2 separate regions of the Salmo salar genome follow, and region 2 is linked to region 1. The links are chromatin contacts, called in public Hi-C maps. All regions are on one chromosome and are shown on one strand. The core of a region is the stretch at or near the end of the contact, and the rest is flanking DNA. Distances in the headings are between cores, read along the strand shown. Region 1 holds the start of LOC106587137 (G1/S-specific cyclin-D1). Region 2 has its middle 45 kb from the start of LOC106587137.

Region 1 (6,548 bases), core at 1,622-4,121:
GTGGTAAAAATGCTAACAAAAAAATCTATATCTTGCATCGAAACACATATCTTAGCCATTGGTCCCTGAAAAAGTGGTTATGGAGCAGCGACAGGAAAAAGCTCACACTAAAACAGACAATGGTTCCGGTGTGGGCCTACCTGTTGCACAGAGAGCCACGAATGTCTGGGCATGCTTGCGCAGAATCTGCTTCGTGTTCTGATGGATTGGTAGCTTGGAGAGGAAATGGTCTATGAAATCGTGAGGTGTTACCGATGCTAGATCCCACTTCAACTTGTTTAGAGTCAGTAGTTCCATTTGCTACAAAGAAAGACAAACAAGACGTGCGCAATGAGACAATCGAACTTCACAAGTGCCTTCACATAATTGATTCTACATTTTACGTTATCCACTAGAGGGAGATGTCGCCCTCGTCATGTCATTGCGCTACACTGGCCTAACCGCTGTAGGATATCATGTGAAATGTACAAGAATCCAAACTCTTTCTTTGATGCAAACTTTCTTTGAAATGAACACCAAAAAAATTATGCAATAATGATTTAGATCCAGTCGAAGAGAAACTAAGAGCCAATAGGCCTACAAACTGGATGCATTGTAGTAGGCTACCTGTAGGCATATGCCTATATGCTACCATTGCATTATGAGATAGCCTACTATGGAAATGCTCAATAAAATTGCCTATCCGATATTAAATGGATTATAACTACAGCCATATACAGAGTGTATATGTAGAAGATTGACATTGCTCATTTACCAATAGATCGCTGGGCCGGATGGAGTTGTCGGTGTAAATGCACAACTTCTCTGCAGTTAAAGGGACCGTTTCCTTCATCTTTGAGGCCAAAAACATACAAGTAGCTCCCAGGAGTTGTAATCTGGTTTTATTTGTGGGCTCCACAGACAAAAATCTATCCAAGTAGTTCATAGCCAGGGGAAAAACCTCCTCCTCGCATTTCTGTTCCTCGCAGACCTAGAAGTGAAAACAGCAATTTAGCCTATATCCCCAAATTACAGTAGCCTTTAATATAGGACTATAAGTGCATTCAGGTCGATTGTATATACCAATAAATAGGCCTGTCCATAAGTGAAAACGAAATACTGTAATGACAACACTACGCATTTAAAAAAAAAAATTATCCTTCCATTCCATAAGGCTGTCCTTAATACAATAGCTATGGCCTAATTATAGGCTTTAGCTGGCGCAAAGTAGGCTATAGTCTGCCAATGCAATTAACATAAAATCATGCATTTCGAAAAACTGAAACAGTTGCTTAAGCCTAATTAAAACGGAAATTGAAATAGTTGAGAATTTAGGCTGTTTTCAGTCGCTTCTTACTAAGACACAAAGGTGGCGTCAATGCAACTTTCCCCTGAAATTTCTAGTTCGTCATCTTTTCAAAAAAGAATAAAAAATATGTAAAAATTGTCCCGGTTTGTGAAATTAGCATGTAAATGATCCTTATGGTATACCTTATCGGATAGTTTTAAGATGTGTCGAATTTTCATATAGTAAACATATAAAAACCATTTAATTTACAGGACACCGCTCTTTCTCGTGGAGCGTGCGACATTTAGATCTTGTGCGGACTCACAATTTCTGAAATTAATAAAAAATGTATGTCAACATAAGACTCCATCTCTAACTACATGTAAATGTTGATTAATCGATATAGTATCATATCCGACCATTGAAAATGCATTCTTATTTAACATTTTTGTGAAAATGATCATGTTTCCAGAGCGACCTTCAGAAACTGCAGGAACAGCAGCCTGATAAGTAAGCCGAAACAAAACTTTATGGTTTTATATAATCATTTTTCGCTATCTGTGCGACAGGATTATAAGTGCATACCCAAGATATACTTTTCGACTTGCTGATTGAGTTACTGTCATTGCCGACATTATTAAAGATTTTTAATGATATTAAAAACCTACGCATACGACAACAAAGATGGCGCATAATACTGGCAAGAGTAAGACTGCATACGTGTACATTGCTATTAATTTGGAACATTTTTTCAATCTAAATACATTTCCTAAGTCCCGACAAAGAAAAGAATCGAGCAGCTACATTGCAAGTGTTGTAATTAATAAACACACACAATACCTGGGAAATAGCCTAATAGGCTACAACAGTGTTCCAAATCTATTTTAGCCTACTTGGACAACCGTTACAAATGAAGCATTAGCCCACTACATGTCAGTATGTTTACATAATATGAATGATCATGCTTGGAAAGAATAAACGTACGATGCATAAAACGACCAATTCAATACATTGCGTCCAGAGGGCATGGTTAGTGTTAGAACACAAAAGTTTAAGCAATGCATCTAGGCATCATAAATGTACACACCTCTAACATCCATGTAGCCACAATTTTCCTCATTTTAGGTATTATTTCTTTCTGGACACACTTGAAGTAATTCGGAGACGGAAGGTAATTTTCCTCTGCTTTGAGCATTGTCTGTAGAACTCGGTCATTTAGTAAGTTGGCGTCTTGGTAAGCTCTTCTGATGGTTTCCACTTCACAGCACAACAGCTGGTGTTCCATATCTTTTGCGGTAGTAGCTTGCGTTTTCTGGGCTGAATAAATAGTCAAAATGTGTGCTTCTTGTTAAGAGTGAGTGAGGCTCCGTGGATGCTGCTTGCTGCTCCTACAGTGTAAGCCCTCTGAGAGCTCCAACGCTTCACCCTTCTAGACAAAACTCCCCTTCAGAGGGCTATGCGATGACGTTAACTGTTGTTAAGGAGGAGATCAAAGCAACAGCGAGTCTGAGAGAGCGGAGCTAAGGAGTCTATAGAGAGAGGAGGATAACTCTAAAGAACTACCCCTCTAAAGTTTCCAAGTCCTTCCAATCGCTGCTTATCCACTCCTATAGGTATGGAAATGGGAGGTCCCAGTATTCTGGGTGGCGTAGCCTATACAGCGGGGAGTCAGGAGGGGGTGAAGAGAACGTACACTGAGTGGTGGGGTTTCGAGGGAGGAGGGATGTAGGGCTAGTGTCGGTATAGGGAAGTTGGTTATGCAGAGATTAATGTGAATTGGTTCAATTTTGATAGGGGGCGGTATAGACACATTCATGAAACCTCCTTGTTAAAACAAGCTCTGAGAATAGCTCCGGCTTCTCTTCTCGTCACCCAGTCGAACATGAGGTGAGCACATGGGCAAGCTTCTAACACACAAAGACATTTAACAGTGGGAGATGTATTTTTTAAATCACTTTAACATAATCATTATGCAGCAATTCATATACTTGTTCAGATTGCAGGCATATTCAATAGACCTATACATCACAAAACCCGTAAAAAAGCATATAAAACTATCAGAGCCATTCAATAAGGCAGGCAATTGAATATTTCAAGACTAAAACACGATGTGCAAAGTCGTTTACGTTAAAGCCTAACCTAATAATAATTTCATTATAAACATCTATAATTTAGACAAATTAGCCTATTATCAATATTGATTTCAGGTTTCAGTTTAACTTTACGGCATTAAACTTGGCACAACAAAAGTGCACTACCTCACTTTACAGTGCTGTGTGTGTGTGGAAATAGTAATGTACAAGATGAATAACGTGGTGACTGAAATAAAAGTTTAAAAACGTGACCCCCCCCCTCTCTTATCTCTCTCAATTCAATTCAAGGGGCTTCATTGGCATGGAAAACATTTGTTTACATTGCCAAAGCAAGTGAAATGGATAAACAAAAGTGAAATGAACAATAAAAAGTGAACAGTAAATATTACACTCACACAAGTTCTCTCTCTCTCTCTGACTGGGGAGGAGACCGAAATTAGTCTAAACCAATAGGAGGAATTGCTGTTACCAGGCAGAAGACGACCAAGCACTTCTGGTGAGAGTGTTGAAATGTTGTATTCAAATTAAAGTTACCGATAATAATGTGATGGGTTAAAATACCATTGGCAGTAGGCCAAATAAAAACGTGTTGAACTGTTCTGTTATCTAACATTCTAAAAATAACAAAAAAGTACAGTTTGAAAAGTAAGGTAGGTATGTTTTTTTTGCCTTTAGAGCAGTTGCAAGTCATGGGAGCGGAATATCAATATAATTGTTGTTGTGTGGAAGAGGATCTAAATAAGGGATCAATTCTGTGAATAGTCCAAATCAGATTTGTCATAATTGTTCTACGAGTCGCAATAACATTTAATCTCAGTCTTATCAAGAGGAATAGGAGCTTTCGCATTCTTAACATTCCTCTCCATAGGCTATTGAATAGCTTCCTAAAACTCCCGAAAGAGGCTTTCTTTTTGTCAAGACTTGCTATTGCTGACTGAATGTGGGTGACTCATTCACCTTTACACGTTTTTAAACTAAGCTTATTTTCAATCAAAATCGATGTTAGCTTCTTTGTGATTTTTATCATTACCCATATGGCCTATAAGGTTGGCCTAGTATTCTTATCACCCAAGTTCCACATTATTACACTCTTTTCAACTCTTCTCATATTTTTAGAACATTATGCAAACCATGTGCCAAAATCCCTACATATTTTCTGCAGGGGCTACAGCTAAACTTAGGGTATGGCAAAGTTACAGTGGGGTATTTTCTACCACAGCCATCTTCCACCTCTGCACTGTTTTGAGAGAAAAGTAATGCTGTTCCCTGCAGCGGTGTCAATCCACTCTCCATCGATGGGTTGGCTGACAAAGTCACAAAATAATGCATACGCATGGATAGGGCCACAAGCCCTGCTTCGCTGTGATTCTAAATGGTCAGATAGCTAGCAACAATGACAAGAAGCTGCCATGTGGGGAATGGTAGGCGTCTCATTTCAGCTAGTTTTATCTTGTTCTTGATACCTGTCCCCAATTGTCATACTTGAGTAAAAGTAAAGCTACTGTAATATAAAATGACTAAAGTAAAAGTAAAAGTCACCCAGTAAAATTCCACTTGAGTAAAAGTCTAAAAGTATTTGTTTTTAAATATACTTAAGTATCAAAAGTAAATGTAATTGCTAAAATATACTTAAGTATCAAAAGTAAAACTATAAATCATTTACAATTCCTTATATTAAGCAAACCAGATGGCACCATTTTATTGTTTTCTTTAATTTACAGATAGCTAGGGGCACACTCCAATACTCAGACATAATTTACAAATGAAGCATGTGTGTTTAGTGAGTCTGCCAGATCAGAGGCAGTAGGGATGGCTAGGGATGTTCGCTTGATAAGTAAATCTTTGGGTGTCAAGGAAAATATATGGAGTAAAAAGTACATTATTGTCTTAAGGAATGCAGTGAAGTAAAATTAAAGGTTGTCAAAAATATAAATACTAAAGTACAGACACCCCAAAAACTACTTGTAGTACTTTAAAGTATTTGTGCTGAAGTACTTTACACCACTGCCTGATGGGTGTCCTACGAAGCAAGCTAGATCTGCTCAGGGTTTTCTAAAGCTAATCAGCTCCAGTTAGCTTCACATTCCAGCCCAGTCTTCGTCCGTACTACAATGGTGGATATTGCTCGTCTGCCTGCCGCTAACTCTAGCAGGCTTGTAACTGCGCATGCATGTCGCACATGGCTAGTCGAACGCCAAACTCTTCATTGAGACAATGCTGAAACATAAATCCGTGGCGAGTCAGTGCCACATTTTCATTTGTACCAAAATAAAAATGTAAGCGAAGTTATCTTGCAAATTCAGCAGGCTATGGTGTTAAATAGGCTTTTAGAATGGCCTTCTTTATTTTATTACTTATCGTTAATGCCGACTTCGGTGTGCTTTGGTGTGCTTATCAATGCACAACCACAAGCAATTTTTTCCCCCACACCTATTGATAAAATAATTGTATTAAGTCATACTGTGCGTGACATAACACATTTTTAACACATAAAAAAAACATTGAATTAATAAAATATTTAATCAGTCGTCTTCCTAAAATTAAAGGGACGAGGACGCAATCTTTGCAAGAAGGATGGAATCTGATTTAATTGGTCCCCAACTCGTGGCTCAGTCATTTGAATTCAGGGTAAGTGGAGTTGCATGCTGACCAGACCGGACTCGTCGCATGCGTGAGCGTTGCAAAAGAAATGTACACATACATGTTATTCAATCATTGCACCCACACTGCTCGCGAGCGTCTGCATGGTTAGGCACTAAAATAGAACTTGGTTCAATTTGTTACACTCGACGCGGTGCAAGTCCTGCCTCTCCTATCTCCTCATTGGTTTTTAGGAGCATATACCCATGTGGGTGATTGAAAGATGAACTGAGGTCCACACTCCAGTCGGTTGTGGTAATGCACCTTAAAGTTGGTTGCCAACCACCATATAAAGTCGAAAGAAGAAGAAGCCTGAAGGAGGAGATTACTAGTAAACAAACGTTTACCCTTTTATCTGTGGATTAATTGTTGGAGTAAAGGACCTTGTGCATTTTCAGGTAAAATAACAACGCAATATTTATATCCCAGGACAAATTAGCTAGCAACAGCAAGCTAGCTAGCTAAGTTGACATAAATGTTTAATACTTTTCGACCTGTTCCAAAATTAATATAATTGGTTTAGTGTTTGTTTTGATATTTCAACCTGA
Region 2 (6,548 bases), core at 2,477-4,976, 45 kb after region 1:
TCCCCCCATCACTAGTAGACAACAAAAGTACTAAGAAAACAATGACTTCTTATAATTCTAATATTCTAAATAATAATGATGATAATCACAAAAAAAAACACTGAGTCAATTGTCCAACTTTGAGACAGGTCCATACAGTGACTACGTGGATGGTAGTGTAGTTACATAATAATTCTCTGCACATGCCCCACTCCACTAACTTCATCCATTCCAGATTAATGCTGCTGGTTTTATGTCTCATATCAACAAGTGTGATCAGCCACCTTCCCCCTACCTTCCCCAGCCCTGCCTTGCCCTGTTCTCCAATCCATTCCACAGGCCAAATTGATTTTGATAGCTCAGCGCCTTGGCCTAGTTCCATGAACAATAGACAAGGGTCCAAACCGCAGACCTCCGTGCGCCCCCCGACAGTTTGGCTGAGGCCAGTTTGTGGCCCATCCTCAATGGAACCACCCTTTAAGAGGACCCCCCCCGTCCTGATCCCCACAGCCCAGACCCCCAGACATGTGCTGCAGAGGTCCCAGTTGAGACATGCCCTCACCGTCCCCCGTCCCTCCATCTTCTGTCCTCCTTCCAGTTACACAGTCTGACAGGTGGATGCCATGCACCCCCACTAATGAGCACTGAGGGGAGGAGGGAGAGGGAGCTGTGTTCCCCTGAAGACAACTGGGAACTTGTTTCAGTAAGGACAAGGCTTGGGCGGATGAGAATGGGTGGTGCAGGCAGATTTTGGGCGGTTTTGGATGTAAGGTGTTAGATGTATGCAGCGGGGAGTTAGGGAGGCGGGTGGACTGGCGGGTGGGTTCCCTCCATTCTTGGAAGATGCAGTAAGACCATCTATTAAGACCAGTGAGGTTATTGATCCACTTATGCTTGATTATGTCTGAACAGTGAGGGACACCGGAACACTGTGTGAGTCTGTTCAGCCTCCTCCGTACACCCGCATCTCTGCTCGTCTGCATCTCATTTGAGACAATGCAACGGCCCCTCACTTTAAAGGCTCATAAAAGAACATCAAGCCCGCTGCAGAGCTGAAAGAACTGGCCATTGTTTGGCATGTATTGACATCAAGTTCACGTTTGTTTATTAGACGTGTTTCCATATGGGAAGGATATGGTGGCTGGTTTGATGCTAATGTTCAGACACCAACACTAGAGGTTTTTAATGGTTGCGGAGTGTCTGCATTTGCACCATCTGGAGGTGTTTGCAGATAATTATGACACAAAAGGGGGCAGAGCTCATGAAATCCTGCGGCTGCATTGTTTACAGCTCCAGACTGCAGTGCTGCCTTTGAGCTCAGTCTTTATACTGAATATAAAGCAGCGTAGATTAGATCATCAGGCTGCTTACAAGGGAAAGTACACTCTTAGAAAAAAAAGATGCTATCTAGAACCTAAAAGGCAGTCCCGATGTAGGAGAACCCTTTTTGGTTCCAGGTAGAACCCTTTTAGTTCCAGGTAGAACCCTTTGTGGTTCCATGTAGAACCCTTTCCACAGAGGGTTCTGCATGGCACCCAAAAGGGTTCTACCTGAATCCAAAAAGGGTTCTACATGGAATCAGAAAGGGTTATCTTATAGGGACAGCCGAAGAACCCTTTTGGAACCCTTTTTTCTAGGAGTGTATAAAGAAATATACTACTGGGCAGGTCATCAAACTGGTTTCTGCACAGAAGACCAAGGTAGACAAGATGTCAACATGTTAGACTCTCTACTAGTGTCATAATGTCCAAAGGGCAGGTTATAGTACCTTTTTGTGTCTGTGTCGCTCTCTTTCTCTCTCTCTCTCTCTCTCTCTCTCTCTCTCTCTCTCTATCTCTCTGTGCATGTGTGGGAGAGAGAGAGACAGACAGAAAGAGACAGAGACAGAGAGAGTAAACAGGAGCAAATCATTACACTATTCTAAGCTGCAAAGCAAACAAAAACATAATTAGATTTTCTACTGTTTTGACTGGACATAGTCTTATCATACAAACTTGTTGTGTCTTTAATCAGACTGCTGTAAGGTCATTGTGAGTCAACTCCGTTATTGAAAAACAGAACTTTTATTGTAAGGCTCAACGCATCTAACTGGACCTCCCATGAGCCAGACACTTGTTTTCTAACAGGACACCACTAAATGCTAGATGCCAGTTGAATGTCAAATATTTTGATGGGCCAAAAGAGCAAGCCCCACATAATGCAATCCTCCAGACTGCTTCTGCGCTACCCCATACCAAATACATACCACACGCAGTATCGTATCTACAGGAAACTGGCCCAAAACCTCCTCTGTCTGCCTTTTCAAGGGGGACAATGACTCACATTTGGGCATACCACATTTTTGAGGAGGGTCTTGAGCAATCTGTCGCACTCTCATTCACAACCCAATGTATTCAGCTGTATTCAGCACACAGGATTTCCCCACGAAAAGAATGAACAAAAAATATATAATGATACAAAAACAATAAGGGGACTTCTCAAATGAAAAGTATAAACAGACAAAGAAACGGCAGAGACAATAAGAAACATGCAATCAGGGAAAATACATTGTACTGTAAGATAAGAAAGTTAAATTGTCTCAGAGGCGTTTCCAGATCTCAACGGGTCATATGAGACATCAAATAATGCCTCTTGTTAGAAGAATGAAATGAAAATAAACAAGACAAAAACACTGTGTGACTCAAGAAGCATGGGCCCTCTCAGTGCACGGAAGCTCTGACCAAAAAAAATTCAAAAATTGATTTCTTTATGTCACAGAAAAGCCTTTCTATTAATGTCTAAAAGGGTCAGCCGACTGGACCACAATGACCAGTTCATTCATTTAGTAAGGAATCTAATTTTCGGTGAAATTGCTCTGCAATCAAACAGCAAATACAATGCTTCTTTAACAGTCTATTCACAAGGTGTTAGGGTAAGGGGGTTACGTAGGGTCAGGGTTATACAGTCCTATGGCAGTTCATTCCTTCAAGGAATTAAAAGAAGACAAATGCTAACCTGCTCTGCCACACTGCAACGTAATCGCCCAAAAGACAACTATTGAATTCAAAATCCAGTCTCAAATATGTTGTTTGTTGTGTTTTGCCAGTGTTGTGCAACTAATCCTAAACCCTTATGGGAAATCTTAGATTTAGATTATGGACAGATGTCTTTTACGATTTTAGGAAAAGACATGTGAGTGGCAGGTGTAAGAGTGAAAACAATTGAGGAAATTCACTGTGGGTGTTTTTCTGAGCTCAGACCATTAGTAAAGAATTAAATGTATATACAGTATGTTGAAAGGAAAGTGCAAATAAGGGAGACACACTGACTAATCCTTACATTTCAAGCCCATTTCCTTTCTCCCTCCCATGAGCATACCCTGGCTGTCTAGAAAACCGACAAGGCTTTTGAGGAACAGGGATGTTGTGCAGCTAGAGACATGAGTCAAATTCCCAACTCAATAGCCTGAATATCTTTAGAGACGCAACGCTATAAGGCCATGTGAATTCCTCAAAGACCTCAACGATTAGATGACGTCAATAAAGAGAGAAAGAGAGTCTTGAGACTCTTGAGTTCATACATCGGCTAGTGCTCTATCGCTTAATAAAGAACTACGATTTAGGCAAGGGACAGTAGGAAGTGAAACCTTGCGGGTTGAATGAGATGCCTGCGGAGGAAGGTGTGCTGGGATATGATAGCCGCCACATTCACTGTACTTCCTGTGCTCTCACTTAGTCACTATGTGCTTCTGGATTTTCATGAATGGCTGCAGAGTGGGGCCTGCCTATTGGCTGGGCTGACACCCAATCACAAGGAGGGATAGTGTCTACACAGTGTGCAAAAGCCTCTGCTCTTTCAGATATACTGCTGCCTGCTTTTAATAGATAACCGAGAAGAGACCGTCCTCCATTCAATTACTGCCTTTTCCTCACCTCTCGCTTTCATTTTTCTTTAAAGTTTCACTTGCCAGCTTAGTTGTGGAAGAGTGTCTTTCTTGAGAGAATGTGCGGTTGGCTGTAGCCAGTCCCACAAGTCTCCTTCTCTGCCTCTGAAGGTTTCTGTTGGCATGACAGGAAAAAGCAGTTCAATGGCCATAAATTCCGCTCTTCGCATGGGGTCGGCATACAGGTTTTGCTGGGCGGAAACCTCGCAAAGGAAAAGGGCTGGTGCAGTGATATTACAGCAGCTGGCACATGGGGGAGGACAGTAGGGATAGAAGGTGGATTTAGCAGAATGGAAGGTAGAGGAAAGAAGGCATTGAGGTGGAAGGGAGGATTTGTCAGACCAGACACTCTGTATTATTTCCCTTAGATCGGTTTATGCTTTATGTCAGGTTCTTCCTGTCTGAGAGGTGCACTCTCATTTTGAGAAAACAAACAAAAAGTCGGATGAAAACTCCACGATGAGCCTTAGGTAGCCTTTATTGTGTTGATGAGTCATCATGTAAATGAATGTTAAACATATATATTTTGAGCAAGAGATTTTTCATATGTGTTAGATCAGCACTGTGGATGATCTTTCGAAGTTATAAATGCTGGGAAACTTTCTGTCAAGCTTAAAGCAGGGTTGAACTCACTGATTGCGCCTTGTTTTTTTCCCCTCCTCTTTATGAAATGTAACTGTTGTAACCGGTTCAAACGCTGTCCCGTGTTAGTGGACATGTGGGCATGATTGAAACCCAAACCCAACCCTCAAATATTCAATATCCAAATCTCGCAAATATTAGTTTTGGAAAATACTGAATTTATGACCAAAGTTATCCTACTTACACTTTTTAGTAAATTGTGGGACTAGAATTAATGTTAATGACCACAACCACAGCCTTTGTCAACCAGAGAAGTCTTTTTTTTGGTTCAGTTGCTCTTTAACAATTTGAAAACCCTCAACAATTTTTCTACTCCCTTGTAGGTTGTGGATGGGAGTGTTAACAATGACAGTGCATTTCTCAATATCTGCTTCAGTTACAGGCCCACCTAAATTCAGCAGAAACAGGGTATCAAGACTAATCTTATTAACACCCTTGGAAAAAATTGGGCTGCTCCTTGCTTCATTGATAAGAAACAGCTTTCACAGTTGGCAATGGGTGTACATGTTTCTTGATACTGTACGTGCAACAACTATTGAAGAACAAGCTTCTTAAAAGGAATATGTAGGGATTAAGGAAAATATAACTACAGATGTGGAGGTTGACATATTTAGACACTTGCTTTGATAGTTTACCATACCCATTATGCAAACATATACTGTTTTTGTCTTTGCCTCCCCTATACCTTTAATTCACTTTAATTAGTGTTGTTTTTCGTGTTGTAGTTGTAGTTGCGGTACTGTTTCATGAGGCACCTGCATGTCGTTTCAAAGCTGTTTGCTTTGTTGCTGGTTTTTTTCTACTCCTGCGTTGTAAGCGGATATCTAAAACAGGCTCCCTCCATGGCCTATTCTGAATGAGTGGTGGTGTATGGATAAATAAATCAGGGTCACACTTTATTTGGATCGTCCGGATTTTCCATCTGTAGATGCTCTAAAGATGGTCATACTATCAACAAACTATCTGCTGTTAAGCAACTGCTTGCTAAGGTTACGGTTAAGGTCAGGTTTAGAATACGGGTTAGGGTAAGGGTTAAGTTTAGGATTTGGATAAGGTTTAAGGTTAGGATAAGAGCTAGGGTTAGTAGATAGTTACAGTATTTGAAATGTTACTGATAGTCTGTAGATGGACTATCCAAATAAAGTGTTACCAAAATCACTTCCCAAATATATTATCCTCTTTGAGGCATCCCGAGTGGCACAGCGGTCTAAGGCACTGTTAGAGGCGTCACCACAAGACCCTGGTTTGTTCCCAGGCTGTGTCACAACCGGCCGTGATCGGGGAGTGCCATAGGGCGGCGCACAATTGGCCCAGCATTGTCAGGGCTAGGGGAGGGTTTGGCCGGGGGGGGGGGGGGGGGGTAGGCCGTCATTGTAAATAAAAAATATAATTTTTACTTAAGTGCTTTACACCACTGCTAAAATTCCTCCCTCGATATGATAGTTGACTTATTTTTCATTCTGTTTGCTGCTTGAGGTGTTCTCACCCTAAAACAGGAATATAAAACATTGCTGTCTTAACTGGCTTTCCCTAAGCTGCACCCCTTTCTCCCACCGAAAAAAAATACAACACAACCGCTTCCCCCATTTCTCCATTAAACGAGGCTGTTTGCATGATTTCAGAAGTTCATTAGGGATGAATGGCTCCCCCTCTCTGGGCCTTGGGAGAAGGAGTGGTGACAGTGCATACAAAAGATAAAGGGGAGCGAGGGTGAATGGCCCTGGCCAAGTGGGTGGCTTTAGTGAATTCCAGGGATGTCTCTGACTACTTGCCAAGCCTGGGGGTGGGGAGAGAGAGAGAATCTATGGCAGAGGGGACCACATTGTTTATCTCATCATAACCTGTGTGTTTACAGTCTCTGTTTCACGCAGGGAAGGAAGACCAGAGAGAGCAGAACGGTCCATTGTTTTCCTCTATCGTAATGTCGAATGGGCAGTGTTATTTAACTAGGCAAGTTAGATTCTTCAAATGAGTTTTTATCCATCGAAATGTGAAAGGAAAAAGG

What was found. A called contact is a pair of places that touch in the nucleus more often than the background predicts.
Region 2: a Hi-C map of gill shows a contact between it and region 1, with 1.7 times the contacts expected there. The contact joins the enhancer-like site here to the promoter of LOC106587137 in region 1. A contact is called at or near these places in 2 of 3 Hi-C or Micro-C datasets (blood and gill).

The regions. Positions count from the first base shown.
Region 1 is chrssa26:10,889,193-10,895,740 of Ssal_v3.1, forward strand. LOC106587137 (G1/S-specific cyclin-D1) reads right to left here and starts at 2,872. Exons shown (of 5, transcript XM_014175183.2): 1 at 2,355-2,872; 2 at 755-970; 3 at 141-300. The coding sequence starts at 2,552.
Region 2 is chrssa26:10,933,550-10,940,097 of Ssal_v3.1, forward strand. No RefSeq gene overlaps it. Among protein-coding and RNA genes, the nearest start is that of LOC106587137, 45 kb to the left of the region's middle. Within about 2 kb of position 3,727, at least 6 of the 13 cell types and tissues checked have an H3K27ac peak or open chromatin away from gene starts, as enhancers often do. A contact at or near this core is called in gill, where this site is marked.